Linked DNA regions of Zea mays: all the other regions are linked to region 2. A link is a contact called in public Hi-C data. All regions are on one chromosome and are shown on one strand. The core of a region is the stretch at or near the end of the contact, and the rest is flanking DNA. Distances in the headings are between cores, read along the strand shown.

The links. Hi-C and Micro-C count contacts between places; a contact is called where the count stands out from the background.
Region 1: a Hi-C map of ear shows a contact between it and region 2, with 2.2 times the contacts expected there. The contact joins the promoter of LOC103651236 here to the promoter of LOC103651238 in region 2. A contact is called at or near these places in 4 of 25 Hi-C or Micro-C datasets (ear, endosperm, root tip and 1 more).
Region 3: a Hi-C map of tassel shows a contact between it and region 2, with 2.4 times the contacts expected there. The contact joins the promoter of LOC100382457 here to the promoter of LOC103651238 in region 2. A contact is called at or near these places in 2 of 25 Hi-C or Micro-C datasets (leaf and tassel).

What each region holds. Positions count from the first base shown.
Region 1 is chr3:205,888,268-205,891,807 of Zm-B73-REFERENCE-NAM-5.0, reverse strand. It overlaps LOC103651236, which reads left to right and starts at 2,038. Exons shown (of 1, transcript XM_008676854.4): 1 at 2,038-3,540. The coding sequence starts at 2,315. The coding sequence ends at 3,337. It overlaps LOC100272283, which reads left to right. Exons shown (of 5, transcript NM_001146770.1): 5 at 151-716. The coding sequence ends at 369.
Region 2 is chr3:206,241,100-206,244,248 of Zm-B73-REFERENCE-NAM-5.0, reverse strand. It overlaps LOC103651238 (protein STICHEL-like 3), which reads right to left and starts at 1,548. Exons shown (of 7, transcript NM_001364965.1): 1 at 1-1,548. The coding sequence starts at 1,300.
Region 3 is chr3:206,542,083-206,545,465 of Zm-B73-REFERENCE-NAM-5.0, reverse strand. It overlaps LOC100382457, which reads left to right and starts at 1,475. Exons shown (of 3, transcript NM_001321426.1): 1 at 1,475-1,759; 2 at 1,842-3,018; 3 at 3,111-3,383. The coding sequence starts at 1,579.

The DNA.
Region 1 (3,540 bases), core at 789-3,288, 350 kb after region 2:
GTCGGATTTAGTAACTAGTAATGTGCTTGCCGTCACATCTGCATCCAGGCATGCATTATTGTTTACCCATGTGAAGAATTTATCGGTTGTTGAGCAATAAATCTGGCACATTTCAGTTTTTAGTATATGTTTTATACCTGTTCTGTTCAGGTTCCCATGACCCTTGTGTTCACAAAATGTGACAAGCGCAAGAAGAAGAAGAACGGCGGCAGGAAACCTGAAGAAAACGTGGAAACTTTCCAGGGCCTAATCCGCGAATACTTCGAGGCCGCGCCTCCTTGGATCATGACGAGCAGCGTGACCAACCAGGGCCGCGACGAGATACTCCTGCACATGTCTCAGCTTAGGAATTATTGGCTCAAGCATTGAGATGCAATGATAACCAAACCAGGGCGAAGCAACTAGAACAGCATGCAAAGCACTGTCGTCCATTGATGCATGGACATTCAGCAGTCGGCGCCTCCGCAATCAGGCGTTCGCACCAACTAATCCAGCCTTTTGAGCTGTTGACTGTCCAATATGGCCCCCTGTACATGATTACCCAATCAACACTCTGGGGATGCGGACAAGGTGCTAAAATCAGCTGATCATGGTTTTTTTCTTTATTTCTATTGTGTACACGTACAATCCCAACCAACGTTTTCCCCTTGTTCCCATCTGATTATAGGCTTGTGTATACTGTGGGGTTAAATGATTAATAAATTCTGGTGTTAGCTAATCACCAGCGGGAATCTCACTTTTTTGTCTGCCACCTATATCATATGCTCCCTTGGACCCTGCAGCATACAAATGGCAGGAGGTGCATGAACCTGACCTGTTAAGAACTGGCTTTGTGGTGTACAGAATGTATTGAGAGCGCCACATTATTGGGATCCCTTTCTATCACACAGTGTCCTTTGTAAAATATACCTGAGAAAGGAGCCAGTGGACCGGTACAGGTTCGCCTGGAGACTGACAGAATGCTGGTAATATTTTACTCCAGGCAGACTTGGCTGTAATTTTGTTGATCCTGGTGAAACAGTAGGCTTTCAGTAGTCCATCTGCCCTACACCTCTATAGTTTAAAGTTCTGACACCCATGTCTTCCTCCTAAAAAAACACACGTTTGTCCTTATTAGGGCCACGTCTTAAAAAGCCGTGCGCCGTCTACGCGATAGATAGATGCTTGTATAATCCAAGAGAAGAGAACAGGTCGTCTGCCTAACCACAGCTGGAGCAAGCACGCGTTCGCCGCTAAACAATGCAAGCGCTGATGCCATGGGAGAAACAGCACGCTAACAAGCTGTTGCTTTTTTTTTGTGCTGGGTGTGTCGTTCAGCTACGTATTTGTAGTAAGTATAGTAGACAGCTGTGCCGTGGCAGCAGTGGTGTACAGTGCAGAGTGGAGTTGCCGTAGTCAATGCCCGGTACTCGCCGGCATCATGCACAGCGGCTGGGGGAGCAGTTGCAGGTTGCAGCCTTGCAGTAAAGGGCAGTTGATCGCACGGAAAGCGCAGCCGACTGATCGATCTACTCCTCCCGTGTCTTTAGTCTTTACTTCGCCCAAACTGTGCTGCGGCCCGCCTTGCTCCAGTGTGTTCTGTTTTGAGCCAGTCTGCCATCACAAAGCTGTAGCTGTTGCTGTTCCCTTCACGGAAAAGCTCTACTTTCAACCAGCTGAGGGCTGAGCTGAGCTGACTCCGGCGAAAACACGCAGCGCGGGCGCGCAGGACTCAGGAGCCCCCCCCCTGCGGCCCCACGCCAGGCGGCCCCGGTCCCATCGGGCATCCCCATGCAATGCAATGCGACGCGGCACAACAACGCGACACTAGCATGGCACGAACCAATCTTGTACGTATCCCTTGTTCGTAACCTAAATCCAGGAAGAATAGTAAAAGCATCTGGGACACAGCGAATACGGCATCCGGCGGCCGCGAACGACGTGGTGGCCGTCCGTACGGCCGTAACGGCACGTCTCGGGCCATCTCTTCTCCCCCGCTTACGTTACGTGCGAGCGAGAGCGCGCCAACCGCCCACGCCACGACCCGAGGGTTGCCCACCCCTACCACACCAGGCCATGTCTCTGTCTGCCTGGGCGGCCGGACGGACCTGGCAGTTTTTTTGTTCCTAGCTCGCGGCACGGGCGGTTAAAGCCGCGCGCGCGAGGCCGCATTAGCTCGGCACGAATGCGATAGACCAACAACACAACACCCGCTCCCGCGAACGTCCCCGCCTTGGCGCCTTCTCTCCACAGACCAGACCACACGGCCCACGCACGCTCAGAGCAGAAGCAGAGGCAAGGCAACCGGCGGAATCAAGCAAGAGCACATCTGCGCATGCACCTCCGCGAGGCCATGGAGGACTCCGTGTCGGGCGCTGGCGCTGGCGCCGGGCGTAAGAAGCTGAAGCACCGGCTCGCGGCGATGCTCTCGGTGTTCTCCCGGCGCGCGGGGGGCGGCAGCAGGAAGCGCCGCGACGGCGAGGACGAGGCGAAGCCGCCGCCGCCGCTGGCATTCCCGTCGTACTCCAGCCTCGGCAGCGGCAAGAAGCCCGGAGGTGGTGGTGGGGTCGCCGACCGCCGCCTGTCCCTGTCCGCGCCGCTGGTTCACATCACCATCGACTGCGCGGGCCGCCGCTCCGTCGACGCGGCGGACCCGTCCCTCCTCCTCTCCCTCGACGCCGCCGGCAGGAGGGCGGACCGGCGGTCCACGGCCGCGGGGCCCGGGCTGTTGCCGCACGAGTCCGGCGGCGAGTGGGAGGGCCGCAAGTGCCCGCCGTCCTCGCCGTCCGTGGCGCGCCTGCCGCCGCTGCCGCCGCTGGCGAGGTGGAAGCAGGGGCGGGGCTCCTCGCGCCGGCCGTCGTCGCGCCGCCTGGCCAGCAGCTCGTCGTCCGACGACGAGTACGACGAGGACTCGAGGAACCTCTTCTCGTCGCGGAGCTTGTCGTCCGACTCGTCCGACTTCTACAGCTGCCCGCGCCGGAACGCCAGCGCCAGCAGGGGGCGCGCGTCCGTCTCGGGCCCGTGCCGCGCGCTGGCGCTGGCGCCGGCGCCGGCGCCCCCGCGCCGCGGCGCGTCGCAGAGCTGCCGGTACAGCTTCGAGCTCCCGCGCGGCTCGTCGGCGACGGACGGCGGGTTCGCGGTGGTCAAGCGGTCGGCCGACCCGTACGAGGACTTCCGCAAGTCCATGCAGGAGATGATCGCAGAGTGGCCCGCTGGCGGGGCCGGAGGCGGCGGCGACGACGAAGGCGAGCACAGCGCGGAGCGGCTGCTGGAGACGTACCTCGTGCTCAACTCGCCGCGGCACTACCCGGCGATCCTCGCGGCTTTCGCCGACGTGCGGGAGACGCTCTTTCCGTGAGCTTCGTCAGCAGCGATCGGCAGGCGGCGCCGTGATGTTGATAGCATTAACCTTGTCAGACGCAAGTACGTAGTGGCGATAGAATTGAGCATGTGCGTTGCTGTGTGCGTACGTGCCTGCTAACCGCTGCGTAATGCAGACTCTGTTCCCTAGTCCCTGTCCCTCTGATGGTAATCTCCCTTAGTCTCGTTAATGTTAATTTT
Region 2 (3,149 bases), core at 299-2,798:
CCATGTCGATGTTGCCAACCGGCCCAATCTCCATCAGGCTCCTGCTCTTGCCGAGATTGTGAGCAATGCACGACGTGCATGAGTCACAGGGCCTGGGGTGCTCAGAGGAGAGGCAATTGAGCGCCTTGGCAAAGACACGGGCGCACGAAGTCTTGCCCGTGCCGTGCGGACCATAGAATACATACACCAACCCAATCTTCCTCCTCAGGATGGCGTTGGACAGCGCCTGCACCACCAAGCTCTGGCCAACAACGTCTTTGAACGTCTTTGGTGCGAACTTCTGTGTCAGGCTACGATGACGCCCACGGCCATGCTGCGAGCGCGAGGCCAGTGACTTGTGCCCCGACTGAGACTCAGACAGCAGGTCGGAGTCCATCTCGCTTGTCTGGTTAGAGAAAATCCCAAGCTCTCCGGAGTAGCTTCCAGAAGAAATGACGCCAATGCGTTTGCGAGCACCGGAGGTGGCAGCCTCCTCAACAAGCAGGGGCAGCGCGTCCGAGTCCGAACTGGTCGACGAAGCCAGCCTCTCGGACTTAACGGGGAAAAGGGGACGGACACCTGAGGCGGCGGGCGCTTCGGACTTTCGCCCCGCCGCCGACTTGGAGTCGGAGAGGCCGCACGAAAGGCTGCGGCCGGCCATGTCGAGGATAGACTTGCCCCGGTGGTGCAGACGCGACCAGTTCCATGGAATGCCACAGACGTTGCGCGAGTCCTGCGGCAAATGCTGCTGCAGCTCCACCACGCCATCGCCGTCGTCGTCGCCGCCGCCGCCGCCATGGAACAGGTATTTGTTGCCGCAGACGGCCTCCTGGGAGCTGGAGTTGACGGAGAGCGCGGCCGCGCGGTCTGGAGGCTTGCTGGCAGCGGCGGCGCGGCGGCCTGCCCGACGTTTGAACCGGCGGGGCGGGCGGCGGCCGGGCTTCGGATGGGGGTTCTCGGCTAGCTGGTCCAGGAGCGTCTTGAGCGCCCCGGCGCTGCGGCGGGACTTGGCGGGGAGATCGGCGTCGTCGTCGTCGTCGTCGTCGGTGCCATCGTCGGGGTCGGCCGCCACCCTGGACGACTCGACGGAGCGGCGCGTGGACGGGTCCCGGAGCGATCGCGAGCGCTGCAGCGCGAGAAGGTCGCGCATCAGCGACGCGGACGCCGGGCTCCGCCTCCGGCCCGACGACGACGCGCCTCCCGCTCCCGCGTGCGCGTGCGCGTGGTGGTGGCGCAGGTGGATGCAGTTGGTGAGGTGCGCGTGGCCGCGGAAGTGGCCCCCGGCACCGCCCCCCGCCGTGGCACGGTCGGGAGCGGGCATTGCGAGGCGGCACGGCGCGCGTCTTTCCCAGTGCCACTCTACCTTGCCCTCACTGAGGCGCGACGCGAGGGGAAAGAAAAGAGACACCCGCCTCCGCTAGGCCATTTGAGGAGGGAACCAGGGGGGAAAGCCGGCCCTGGGCCGCCGGTTGGCGTGTGTGATTATGGCGGTGTGGTTCGGAGATTTCGCCTTTTTCGTTGGATCCTGGAGGGTTTCACGGGAAGAGCGACGGAGGTAGGGGGAGGGCGAGTCAAGTTGGGTGACCGGAGTGGGTGTGGGTGCCTCCGCCTCGTGCCGGGTGTGGGAGCGGGCGGTGCTTTCGGGGGGCTCGCGAGTTGCGTCCAACGGCCCAAGGCGTCGGAGTTTTTTTTTTTTTTTGGTGGGGGAGGGGATCCGTTCAGAAAGGAAGCCAGAGCACGGCACGGGGCCACGAGGGCAATGGGCCCAGGGGTCCGCGCGTCTGCGGCACGGCGGCGCTACGGGCACCCGGCATAACAAGCAGCTGGGGCCGGGAGCGTTTCGTCGTGTTTGGCTTGCTGTTGGAGCGCTGCAATGCAATGTAGCGTGGGCTTTGGCTACGCTACGGTTCGCGTGATCAAAGCAAGCATCCCGCTTCCCGCCTGCAAAAGAAAAAGTGCGCGTACAGGTCGGCTGGTGCATGCACGGCGTCGCCTCCCTGTTCTAGCGAGCGCGGCCGGCAGGCTACAGTCTACACGTTCTCCGGCCGTCCGGCCGCCGTCGAACCCGACGAGTTAGAGGCCGCGGGCATCTAGTACTGCTGAGTAATTACGAGATGAATCTGCCTGGGCGCACGGTGCACTTGCTAATGATTTTTTGGGTTCGGGGGGTGTTTGGGCTAGGGTACGAAAATAAAGAGCGACCGGCGGGTGACAGGGCCTGAGCAGCAGGACGCGCCGTCCGTCGGTCTGGTCCGTTTTGGGGAACGGCTAGATCGCAGGACAATGCCGGTTCCTGTACGGCGCACACTGCTGAACGACGGCGTCGCCGGCGGCCAAATCATTACTACTACTACTTGAGATTCTCATGCAGCATCTGTCAAATGGAGACGGGCGGTCGATTCAGGATTCGTGCCGGCACTGCGCATGACCAAGTGGCGCTGAAAGCGAGGAGGCCCATGCGCCGCCTTCGAGTGCGCTGTCAGAATCTAGGCTCTTGGTGCCGGTGGATATTTGTTTTTTAACCAAAGTTTAATTGAAGTCACATAAAATATTCAAATGCAAATCACTGACTATTAAATATAATAAAATACATGTGGATTCGAGATTGAATATTAGAATACCCAGAGAAAGTCTTATGCGGGAGGGGTTATACTACTTACACACGATGCATACACTTAATAAGTTCATGTGCCGCTGGACATTTAACTCCCCTCGACATATTAAAAGATGGTAAATAGAACAGAAGACCATAGTTGATAGTATTGTGCATCAGTCACATCTAAAACCTTCTAGGTCACTCCTTTCCCATGCATGGCACACAATTTCCCTATCAAATCTTAACCACCACCACCGTCACAAAATTGAGTGTGCTAATAAGCGCATCTCCTTTGTTTTTCTCCAGCAAGATTTGATAGAGGATATATAGACGCACAACTTGACGTACTTTAGTGAGCTAGCTACTTTTTCATCACTAAAACTGCTAGGAGCACATCTAGTTGCACTGGCTGCGATAAATAAAAAGTTGCGAATAGATCAGCTTCCATATGAGCTAGTAGCGCAGTACTTACTACGACGACTCCCATGCTGTCATCAGCATGTGGATAAGCTGTGGGCTAATCTCAGTTGTATAGTCGCATAGAAGCTAGAGTAGTCATAGCCGTAGGCAGAAT
Region 3 (3,383 bases), core at 226-2,725, 300 kb before region 2:
CACAAGTTTATAGTTGATGCGTTTTTATTTGAAACTATTTATTAGAGTTCAAATTTAGTTTTAGTTTCTCAAAAATAGAAAATTAATTTAGGAACTTTTGACTCATCTTCGATGTTAACATGGCCTACACGTACACGGAATTTGTATTTCATAATGCGACCTATAATTTTTTAGATTTAAAGTTATTTAGAGTCTCAAATATACATTTAAAATTGTTAAATTTTGAAATTTATTTTTTTATATCTTTTGATGGCCTTTGACGACGTCATATGGTGCATTTGGTTGCAGGACAGCGTGGACAAGGACGTCCCCTGGTGTTCTCTCTCGTCGCTCCAATTTTGAGGGACAACTGGAGACAACAGTGAGATAGTCCTGTTCTAAACCTTAAACCTTAACCAAACAATTTTATTTAAGGGATCGTCTCATGTCGACCCGTTCTGTCATTGTAACCAAACGCACCCCTAACTCCTAAACATGCTACTTTATTTTTATACTCGGTTTGTTACTCGTTTGTTTTCATCCTCACATGCATCATATTCATATCTTGCATCCAATCCAATCCAATCCAAGGCAGACGATCACCCGAAGGCATTTTGATAACTGATACACATACATTGGCACTGCTGCCACCACATGGTCACAAAGCTGGCTCCAAATACGTACTGTGCCTCTGTACTCGGTGTCTCGGTGCTAGGTGGATGGTTGAAAACTTGAAGTCCAAACACAAACAGTTCGAGAAACAACCTCTGCCCGCGCCATTGATTTCTCCCTCTGAAGCCACAGTCCAGCTCGTACAGGTGCCACATCCGTGTCGCTCTGCCACGCCGACGCGCACTGCCTGCCCCACGCATGGAACTTATGGAGCCACAGCGATGGTAGCTAGCTGAGAGTAAATTCTTGAACTATTGGAGGGAGGAGACTGATGAAAATGGACCGGACACCGGCCATTAACGCCACACCTGCAAGGCACGCATGCATGCAGCCATGCATGTACGTGATGCGCGGACGACGTACGCCCCATCACCGTGCCCCCTTAGCTTGCTGAAGTGCTGTTCGAGAACTAACCCTCGTCGCGCCGCGTGCACGCGCTCGGCGCGGCGACGACGACACGACGGCACCGCCTGCACATGGCCGTCGACCACGGTGCATACTGGCGCTGGCGCAGCGGGCGGCAGAGTTCCGCAGCAGTGCATGCATGGCGTTCGTTCGTGGCGCGTCGGTGCGTGCAAGTCGGAACTGGGTCACGCGATAGTGAAAGGATGGTACGATGGTGCCGGCCCATCAAGACGTGGCGTTACGGCCCATTTCCATTTCGGTGAACTGCGCGGTGTTCACCCCAGCTACCTCGGCCGGACTCTCTTCCCTCTAGGAGTGTCAGTCTTTTGATTCAGTGCATTTATTCGGTGCGCTATCCTTTGCCCTGTGCACGATGCAGCAGATTTTTATATGCGAACGAGAAGGCGCGAGCTGTGTTATATAGTAGACCAGCAGCTAGTAAGGCTAGCTGGAAAGCTCACTACCCTGTAAACCTCCAGCAAGCTTCAGCTAGCTCATTGCCTCCTTGCAAGGAGTGTGGAGATGGCTACTAGGCCGGCTCTCGTGTTCGTTTGCTGCTGCCTCTTGCTGGCGTACGCCGCGGCAGCGCGTGTGCTCGACGAGGGCGAGCCTTTTGGCCGCCTGAAGAATGCTGCGCGCCGTCTCCGCGATGGCGAGCCTTTCGGCGGCCGGAAGGACCCCGCCGACCCGGACCACTCTCCCGGTTCGAGGCCCACGAGCCACGACTTCCAGTTTCTTCGTATTCTCTCAACTGACACGACGTTGTGTGCGCTCTTTCCTTGCAGGCTCACACGGGACTCCGCCCTGCCCGCCGTCCATCGGCACCTCGCCGACCACGCCAACCACACCCGGCGGCGGCAGCTACTACCCGCCTTCGCCAGACATCGGCACTTCCCCGACCACACCGACAGCTCCAGGCGGTAGCGGCGGGTACGATGCTCCCCCGTCACCGTCCAGCGACACCTCCCCGACGACGCCCGGTGGTGGCTACTACGGTCCCCCCTCGCCATCATCTGACACCTCCCCGGTGACGCCTCCTGGCGGTGGCGGCGGCGGATACAGTGCTCCTCCTTCGCCGTCCAGTGATACCTCCCCATCGACGCCCGGAGGTGGTGGTGGCTGTAGTGTCCCCCCTTCGCCGTCCAGTGATACTTCTCCACCGACACCTGGAGGTGGTGGTGGGTACTATGGGCCTCCCTCGCCGTCCTCTGACACCTCCCCGACCACGCCCGGCGGTGGTGGTACTGGAGGGTGTAGTGCTCCCCCTTCGCCGTCTAGTGGCAGCTCTCCATCAACGCCCGGAGGTGGTGGTGGGTACTACGGACCTCCCTCGCCGTCCTCTGACACCTCCCCGACGTCGCCGCCTGGCGGTGATGGTGGAGGGTATAGTGCTCCCCCTTCGCCGTCCAGTGACACCTCTCCATCGACACCTGGAGGTAGTGATGGAGGGTGTAGCGCAACCCCTCCGCCGTCCAGTGGCACCTCTCCGTCGACGCCTGGAGGTGGTGGTGGAGGGTGTAGTGCTCCCCCTTCGCCATCCAGTGACACCTCTCCATCGACGCCTGGTGGTGGTGGTGGGTACTATGGCCCTCCTTCGCCGTCTTCTGACACCTCTCCGACCACACCGTCTGCGCCTAGTGGTGGCTACTACGGACCTCCGTCGCCGTCCAGTGACACTTCGCCGACCACTCCTGGCGGCGGCTACTACGGCCCTCCATCGCCGTCCAGTGATACTTCCCCCACAACCCCTGGCGGCAGTGGCGGCGGCGGCTACTATGGCCCCCCTTCACCGTCCTCTGAAACCTCCCCGACCACGCCTGGCGGCGGTGGTGGGTACACGCCGACTCCACAAGTGCCGTTACCGCCTATCAGCACATCACCACCGTTCTCTCCACTGACGCCAACACCGACTACCCCAACGCCGTACGACCCCAACACGCCGCCCTTCACGGGCCCATGCACGTATGTAAACGTAACCCCCCTAAGCCCTTGTACACAAAACCCCTGGCACACCCTAACGTATGCAACGTCGCTCGTGTTTTCTGGCTTTGCAGCTACTGGATGATGCACCCGGGCGTGATCTGGGGCCTATTCGGTTTCTGGTGCCCGCTGGTGCGGCTGTTCGGCCCGAGCGCGGCGGTGCCGTTCGGGCACGACCTCACCGTACCGGAGGCGCTGGCGAACACGCGCGAGGACGGCATGGGCGCGCTCTACCGCGAGGGCACGGCGTCGTTGCTCAACTCCATGGTGAACAACAGGTTCCCCTTCACGACGCAGGAGGTGAAGGACGCATTCGGTGCTGCGCTCAACTCTGGTGACGACGGCGC